Linked DNA regions of Arachis hypogaea: region 1 is linked to region 2. A link is a contact called in public Hi-C data. All regions are on one chromosome and are shown on one strand. Each heading gives the region's core, a stretch centred on a gene start, on an enhancer-like site or on the middle of the called end of the contact. The rest is flanking DNA. Distances are from core to core; before and after follow the strand shown.

Evidence for each region. A called contact is a pair of places that touch in the nucleus more often than the background predicts.
Region 1: a contact with region 2 is called in a Hi-C map of leaf, with 4 times the contacts expected there. The contact joins the promoter of LOC112733097 here to the enhancer-like site in region 2. A contact is called at or near these places in 3 of 8 Hi-C or Micro-C datasets (leaf and an unstated tissue).

Annotation. Positions count from the first base shown.
Region 1 is chr13:123,431,317-123,435,597 of arahy.Tifrunner.gnm2.J5K5, forward strand. LOC112733097 (BTB/POZ domain-containing protein At2g13690) reads left to right here and starts at 2,160. Exons shown (of 2, transcript XM_025781969.3): 1 at 2,160-3,761; 2 at 3,996-4,281. The coding sequence starts at 3,051. LOC112733099 (a long non-coding RNA gene) reads right to left here and starts at 1,978. Exons shown (of 4, transcript XR_011869936.1): 1 at 1,475-1,978; 2 at 1,293-1,355.
Region 2 is chr13:123,360,036-123,364,108 of arahy.Tifrunner.gnm2.J5K5, forward strand. LOC112733092 (callose synthase 5) reads left to right here. Exons shown (of 42, transcript XM_072210856.1): 17 at 78-138; 18 at 235-316; 19 at 428-477; 20 at 581-667; 21 at 1,254-1,376; 22 at 1,456-1,550; 23 at 1,663-1,747; 24 at 1,816-1,976; 25 at 2,156-2,279; 26 at 2,620-2,715. Among protein-coding and RNA genes, the nearest start is that of LOC112733092, 13 kb to the left of the region's middle. Within about 2 kb of position 2,641, at least 2 of the 3 cell types and tissues checked have open chromatin away from gene starts, as enhancers often do.

The DNA of each region.
Region 1 (4,281 bases), core at 910-3,409, 71 kb after region 2:
ACTGCTCGGCCAAAAAATTAGACAAGTGTTCTCATTGAAATTTAAAATATATATATATATATATATATATATATATATATAATTTACTTTTCGTTTTAAATTTTTTTTAAAGAAACCATCCATAATATATTATCATGTCGGTAAACCTAACTAATTTTTTAAAATATTATTTTGTTTAATTTATTTTTAATTATATTTTATATTTTAATATCTTATATTTTAATAACTAATTAATTTTGTTATATACTGAATTTTTAAAAAAATATATATAAATTTTAAATTTAAAAAAATAAATAATATAGTATCATGTCATTAAAAATATTCACTATCTAAAACTAATACTATCTGCTATAAAATTATTCCAAAACATTTTTAATATATATTTTATATTAAATTTTACACTTAATATATTATCATGTCATTAAAAATATTCACTATCTAAAATTAAAACTATTAGCTATAAAATTATACATCCAGATAATTATCTTCTTAAAAATTATTTTTTTAATTATCTAACACCTAAATAAAAAAATTCAGCAGTCGTACGTTCATATTCCCTTTTGAGTAACGGTACCCAATATACATATATAGAGAGTCATACAAGGAGAAGATATGATGGATTAAATTTTTTAAAATATGTTAAAATATATTCGACAATTAAAATATGGATATAGTGCAAGTTCTCATGCATGGGAACTCCATTATCTGATCCACCCTAGCCGTGTGCATGCCTCCAGTACGTAATACAGAGATATAAAGATTACTATTACTCTAAAACTATACCAATATTTTTCAATAATTTTACATTTTAAATAAATAAATGATTTAAAATCTAAATTTTATGAAAAAAAGCATACATTATCTAAAATTTAATAAAAATACAATATTTTATAATCCAATTAAATAGATAAAAAAAAAAACTTAAAATGTGTATACTTATACTTATTATGTAATAATGTAAAAAAAAAAAAAAACTAAAAATAATACATAACTAATACTTTTATTATTTTTGCCTATTATTTTGCCAGCATTTATAAAAAGGGTTAACCACCCTTAACATTTTTTCGAAAATAATAATATATCCTCTAATTTTTTAGCAATTGCCTTATTTGAAATGACAAGTTATTTTGTTTTAAAATATATAAAACCACCAAAAAGATAAATTCACAATTCTGTAAGACTAATATTTTGGTTTATTCTTAGAGTAACTGCCCAATATATCCATAATATTACCAACAGCGAAATCTCTACAATGAAAGAAACTAGCGGAGAATAATTAATTAAGCAATTACCTCTGTGAAAATTCTGGAAGCTTCTTCTATAGGCTTTGTATTCAATATGTACATCGCTAAATTCTGTAAATTCCATAACAATATATAACATCCCATATTAGGCATATATAGTTGTGGATCGGAAGCTAAGAAATAAAATAATAATGAAATAAAAGAGAGATAATTAGAAAGCACTTCCTAACCCTTGCGGATTCAAGTTGGTCGATGCTGAGAGTTCTGGGTTCCCTTTCAATCGATGAACTCCGTTCAATGGATACCATCGGTGCCTCCATTATATATTCTCTTGTTTTAATTCTTTGTGTATGTCGAATTGAAACGCCAAATACTATTAACATGAATGATTAGAAGTCGGTCACCAAGCAACTATATCGATTGTGATTGAAAATATAAATCCGTTGTGTGAGAAAGAGTACAAGCAAATTGAAATGGAGTGGTTTATATATAGTTGTGGAGGAAGGGGGGACGAGAAGCACGGTGGTCTACAGTGGCGGCTAAGCATGAGAGGGTGGACCACGCAAGAGCAACGTGGCGAGGGAAGAGGGAAGGGGTGCACGTGGCGCACAAAAAGTGGGGTGTGTTGGGGACAGGTGTCGTGTGATGGAGACCATAGTACAAACAGAGAGAATTTACATAGAATAGGAGTGGGGAACGTGTTTTGTATGGTTCCTAAAAGGGGAAATTTGGGGGGCGAAATAGAGATTACGTGTTAGGAAGGCACCGCCAATGAGGTTTGGTGGACGTCATTGACTCAGTTATGGTCTTGTGGAACGTGGACGCTCGTTATGGAGGCGTATCATGCTTGATGGCGACGCTTAGATCTATATATCATATCAAGATCTGGATGCTTTCAAACCCATGTATATGATGTATCATATATGATTTTATTTTATTCTATTCATTCATATATTATATTCCCTTGTAACCAATAATTCTGTTGCATCTCATATCGCGTATGGCTCTCTCTATCTTTATATTTGCATACATCTCGCTCCCAAAGTTTCTTCTTTCTAGCGCTTTCAATCATGTAACTTCCTTACATTTTTTTTCCCCGTGGGTGAGTGACGCTGTGAGAGAAGGTTAATTCATGCATGATGGTCATGTATGTTATATGCCATGCACGTGGCATTTTCAGTTTGGGTTTGAGGCCTAAAGTAGTGCATAAAGTATAAACTACAAAGAACTTGGGTCTTGGGTGCTGTTTGAATTTGGGACAGCTTGGGCTTGTCACGATGAAGCCCGTCAAGTAAATAGGCCTAAAATGACCGACTTTCGAATCCATTATGAATGAACTAATATGCAGATAGTGTTTTGTGTCCTATTATCTAAGAGACTTATTCACTTACCTTAACACAAGCGGTCAAGTCCAAAGATAGTGTTTTGTGTTTACCCTAATCCGAAGTAAATATTTGCTTGAACATTGAACATTGGTTCACACGGGGAGTCAGTGAATTGTGAATTCCTTGCTTGAGCGTTGGCAGCGCCTTTTGATGGATACTTGACTTCACTTGTCGCATTGTTGCGAGTGAAGTACAATTATCAATTGGTTTCTGTTTCTAACTACCACTTTCACCTCAAAAATGAAAAGGCCATCCGACCGCAAGAAAACAAATAGGCAACTCATGACACCAAAAAATAGGCATCATCTCTCGTGACACTAGGCTGTCAGCTCAGCTCCTCTCCCATTTGCATTTTCACTATAACTCGTACTCGCTCACTAACTCAGTGGCGCAACTGAGTCTGTGACTCGCCCGCCCCAAAATGGACTACTTGTCGTCCCGTAGAGACCGGAAGCTCGTTTCCCGGCGGCGGACGTGGTGCTGCTCATTTACCACCCCTCCGGCGAGCCCCGAAAACTCTTCATTCTCTCACACCAAATCGCCCCGCAACAAAACCGAAACGCTCTCATCATTATCGAAGCACACCACGCTCGCCTCCATCCCCAACTCCCCTAAATCCCCCTTCCCCATCGTCTCTCGGATTGACCCTCGCCGGATCCTCTCTCCCGGAAGGGTCTCTCCCATCGACTCCGATCCTGCCGTCACGATTGAGCCCGAACCTGGACTACGATCCGCAAGCTTCCGTGCTCCCACTGCGCCGAGTTTCCGGTCGTCGCCGCCGGAGATTTTGGGCTCAGGTTCCAGTTCCAGTTCTGTTGAAGGAGTCAACAAGAATGGCTTTGATGTGAGATTGACTTTGAGAGGGAAGAGAGGAAGTTGCATGGTTCTGGAGGTTGATTCGGGAGTTCTGAGCGCGAACTCGGAGGTTTTTGCGGATTTGGTTGGCGATTACAAGAAGGGTTTGTCGCTGAAGAATTCGAGTGAAGCACCCAAGATGTGTAGAATGGAGGTTCCTGCAGTTGAGAACTTAGGTGTTTTCAGAGACACCATCGAGCTTATGTTCGAAGATGACGATGATGTCACAAAGAAGCTCATCAAGGTTGGAGTCTATCGATCCATTGACATTTTGGAGGTTCGTTTTTGTGCCATTCAATTTCTTCTGTTTCGATATTCTCTTATGCCTTTGTCTATTGTTGCTTTGTTACGTGTTAGAAAAAACCATATACTCTACATACCTTGAAAAGGAATTAAGAACAAGGCATAAGAGTTAACACACAAAATTGAGTTTCTTCTGTCAAAACAAATTTCATATAGTTGAGACTTTAATGTTATGAGTTTTTATAGCCTTTGACATGATATTGAATAGGTTTCGGCAGGCATCATGTTCAACAAGGGGGTTTTGTCCTGTTTGAAATACCTTGAGGCTGTTCCTTGGACGGAGGAGGAAGAGGAGAAATTGAGAAGCCTCTTCACAAGATTTAAGTTTGATGATGCAACTGCAAGAGACATTCTAGCAAGACTGTACTTGCATGATTCAACGGATTCCCAATTCCTGCCAAATATAGCGCGGCAACTAGTTTGGTCTATCAGCACTTGTGAGGATGCCAATGCAAGAATTGAACTCAAGTCTCTGATGAAGGGTCTTCTGTGTA
Region 2 (4,073 bases), core at 1,391-3,890:
GTAATTATTGGATTGTCCCCTTGTTTATTGTCTGAAAGTTATTGTTCCATCATTTATGTTCCATTTTTTAATGCCAGGTACACTATTTTCTGGGTCCTACTATTGGCTTCCAAATTTGCGTTCAGCTATTTTGTCCAAGTAAAAACGCTATATGTTCAGTACTTGTTACTTAAAACTAAGCTTGTGAAGTTATTGGGCCTCTTTTAAGATTTTAACTGCTTTATCTATCTTCAGATAAAACCTCTGATTGAGCCAACAAAGTTAATAATGGCCATTAAACATGTTGACTATGGTTGGCACGAGTTTTTCCCCGATGGTATTTTCCTCCTCCTCCTGCTCCTTTTCTTCTTTTTTTGCCCCTTCATGATTACCTTGTATTGTAGCATGCTATTCATTTTATTGATCTAATATTTTCTGGTCTATGCAGCTCGACATAACTATAGCGCAGTCGTTGCACTCTGGGCTCCTGTACTCATGGTGCTAATGCTATATTTTCATGTTTATGTTCATATATTAATCTTTTCACTTGTTCAGATAAGTTATCAGAAATTTTATGTCGTTATTTGAATTTTCAATACAGGTTTATTTCATGGATGCACAAATTTGGTACGCAGTCTTCTCAACTTTGTATGGTGGTGTTATTGGAGCCTTTGATCGTCTAGGAGAGGTCGTAATCAATTTTGTCATATTACTAGCAATGTCTGAGGAGTATTTATGATAAACTAATGCAGACTTGCGCATCTAACTAAAAATTGAACTTATTTAATCAAGATGAAAAATGATTAGGATCCTTTTGGATACATAGTACTGGATCATCATCTGCTTATGTTTTTATGAACTTCTGAAGTATCCAATCGGTAAAGAAACTTGGACCTTAGTTTTCAGTTATGGACCAAAATCTAGGAGAGGCCGCTATCAATTTTATCCTTTCTTTAGCTTGCTATTTCTGAACAGGATTTGTGATACATAACCTTTTCTGCTTTCTACATTTTTTCAACACACACTCACATACTAACAATCAAACATATGTAATCAATTTGAGAAATTTAAAGGAGCAATTTGGAGACATATGATGCTGGATAATCATTTACAACAGTTTTATGAATTCCAAAGTCTCCAACTTGTTGATAAACTTGGACTGTCCTCTTCATTTAAGGGTGAACTTGAGATGGGAAAACTTTTTATGGAATAATCAGTTCACAGTAATGCTTTGATATTCAGTTAATGTTGTTATTATCCATTTGGTTATACAGATACACACTATGAGCATGCTGAGATCACGGTTCCAGTCATTGCCTGGTGCATTCAACACATACTTGGTTCCTTCCCAAAAGAAGCAAGGAAAGAAATTCTCTTTCTCAAAGAAATTTGATGAGGTCTACCACATTTTCATTGCTTAGTACATTAAAAATAAATCTCGTTATTCTCTTCACTTCAATTTTCATGCTTGTATAGATTTCTGCTAGCAGAAGAAGTGAAGCTGCCAAATTTGCCCAATTATGGAATGAAATTATTTGCAGTTTTCGTGAGGAAGATCTCATTAGTGATAGGCAAGGCCTCAAAGAAAATGTCTTTAGTTGCTCTTGCCTGGCTTCTATTACTTTCTCCTTCATCCTTATTTACTATGCTCGTCACTTATTACTAAGTGCTTGCATAATCCAGGGAAATGGACCTTTTGCTGGTTCCTTACTCTTCAGATTCTCGTCTGAAAACAATTCAGTGGCCACCGTTTTTGCTTGCAAGCAAGGTCTGTATCACTGGATTTTAATATTTTTATGTTTGACCAGCTCATGTGATTGACTGTAGCCTTTACAGATTCCTGTAGCTCTGGATATGGCAACTCAATTTCGAGGAAAGGACTCTGATCTTTGGAAGCGCATAAGTGCAGATCAATATATGAAGTGTGCTGTGATCGAATGTTATCAATCTCTTAAACATGTTCTTCGTGATTTGGTTGTCGGTGAAAATGAAAAGAGGTACCATTAAGGGTTCTTTTTTCCTTTTTCTTTTCCTTCTTTCTTGTGCTGATACAAAGGATCATTCTATATGCTATTTGTTGTTTTTATTTAGTAGCACATGTGATTGAAGATGCCTTATGAAATATCATTAAAATTGAATCATTATCAGCACTTATGAATTTATTGTGCTGGAGCAGGATAATTTCTATCATCACTAAAGAAGTTAAGAACAACATATCAAAGAATACACTTACTACCAATTTCCGAATGAGCTTTTTACCTTTCCTTTTTAAAAAGTTTGTGGAACTTGTGGAAATCTTGGTGAGTCATTTAGAATATTCATCTCTAATCTCTATTCTTTCTTATATAAAGCCTCTACGCAACAATAACTGTATTTGATCACTTTTTTTAACTTATTGAGGGAGACACATACTCAGATCATTATTGAATGTAAAGCTTAATTTTCAATTTTTTTTTTCTCTCGCATCTCAGTTATTGGGAACTAATTTTTCTCAAATTAAGTTTTTTATTTAAGAGAATGTAAATCTCTAGGCATGAAGTTCCTACCAATTTGCTAATATAATATAATTCTGTAGATTGTATTCTTGAACGGTGTCTTGACTTTGTATATGTAAACTTGTGCCATGCTTTCTTATCACAGAAAGATGCGGATCCATCCAAGCGAAATACAGTGGTAGTGTTGCTGCAAGACATCTTAGAAGTGGTTACTGATATGATGGTCAACGAAATCAGGTCGGTTTCACTTAAGTGAATTGAATTTCAAATATGTTAGTTATTAATTAGGAAAAGTATGATAACAATGTTGAAACCGTACGAGTGTGGCTTGTCTTTTTGCAATAAAAGTCAACATTGTTGGCTAGTTAGTAAAATAAAAGAAAGAAACGGTGCAAGTAGCCACCGAATTGAAAAAGAAAAAATTGAAACAGAAGCCATTCATAATTTCTATGAAATAAATTCTCTTCTAGTGAGTGTAATATTAGAAAAGCTGTGTGATATAAAATTAGAGTGTTGAGGAATAAACACTAGATTTTAGGTAAAATTTTTAATATTCATTAGTCGTTATAAATCTATTCTTAATATATAAAAGTAGATGTATAAGTTTATTCATATTTTTTTTAATACATCTTTTTTTCTCCTACTAATACCATGTCAGCAATATCGCTTACTTAGCAACATTTTAGAATCAACCACTCAAGTTTAGTCAAATCAACTATTATTTCCAAATCAGCAAAAAATAAAATATACAAAAAAATATACAAGTAATATAAATATATACAAATTAGACTGCAAAATTACCAATGACAATAATTAAAAATTAATAGTATCTAACCAAATTTGTAACCTACCAGAATTAATATCCCTATATTTATTATATTTTACCGTTATAAACATTACATTAAATTTATAACCCCAATAATTAATTTATTAATTTTTATAAATTACTCATTAAATATAATAAACATTCATATTACAAATGTCATAATAATCTATTAATCGTAATGAATTTAACGTTACAAATATTCAAATTTCATACTATTTGAACTACTTATATAGTCTCTTATCACTATTTCTTCAAATAACATTAAATTTAGCACAAGAAATTTATTTTCGCACTACACAACATCTCAAACTTACTCAATGGAGCATCATTCTTTAGACAATATCACCAAACAAATAGACAATTAGTTTATCAAAGTTCGTGTGGTTCATCTATAGAAAACATTAACACCCACTAATGAAGAAGAGTTTCTTTACTTAGAAATGATTATATTAGATGAAAAAGGTACAAAACAAACATATTTATTGTATTTTTAAATCGAACATTTTCCAACACTATTTTGAATTTGCAATACCTGAGACATTGTCCGACAGAGTGGGTCAAAGAAAAATATTAACAGGTAATTTCACTTTATACTATTTCAACTATTCTTATTAAAAATAACTTATTTAATAAAAAAATTCTACACATTTTTGTTCTTTTTATTGTAAATGCCATTGAAAAACTGCATGCATATCAAGAGATTAAGGAGAAAGAAAATCATACAAATTCAATATACATCTTCAAAAGAAGAACATACATGCAAAGATAGAACA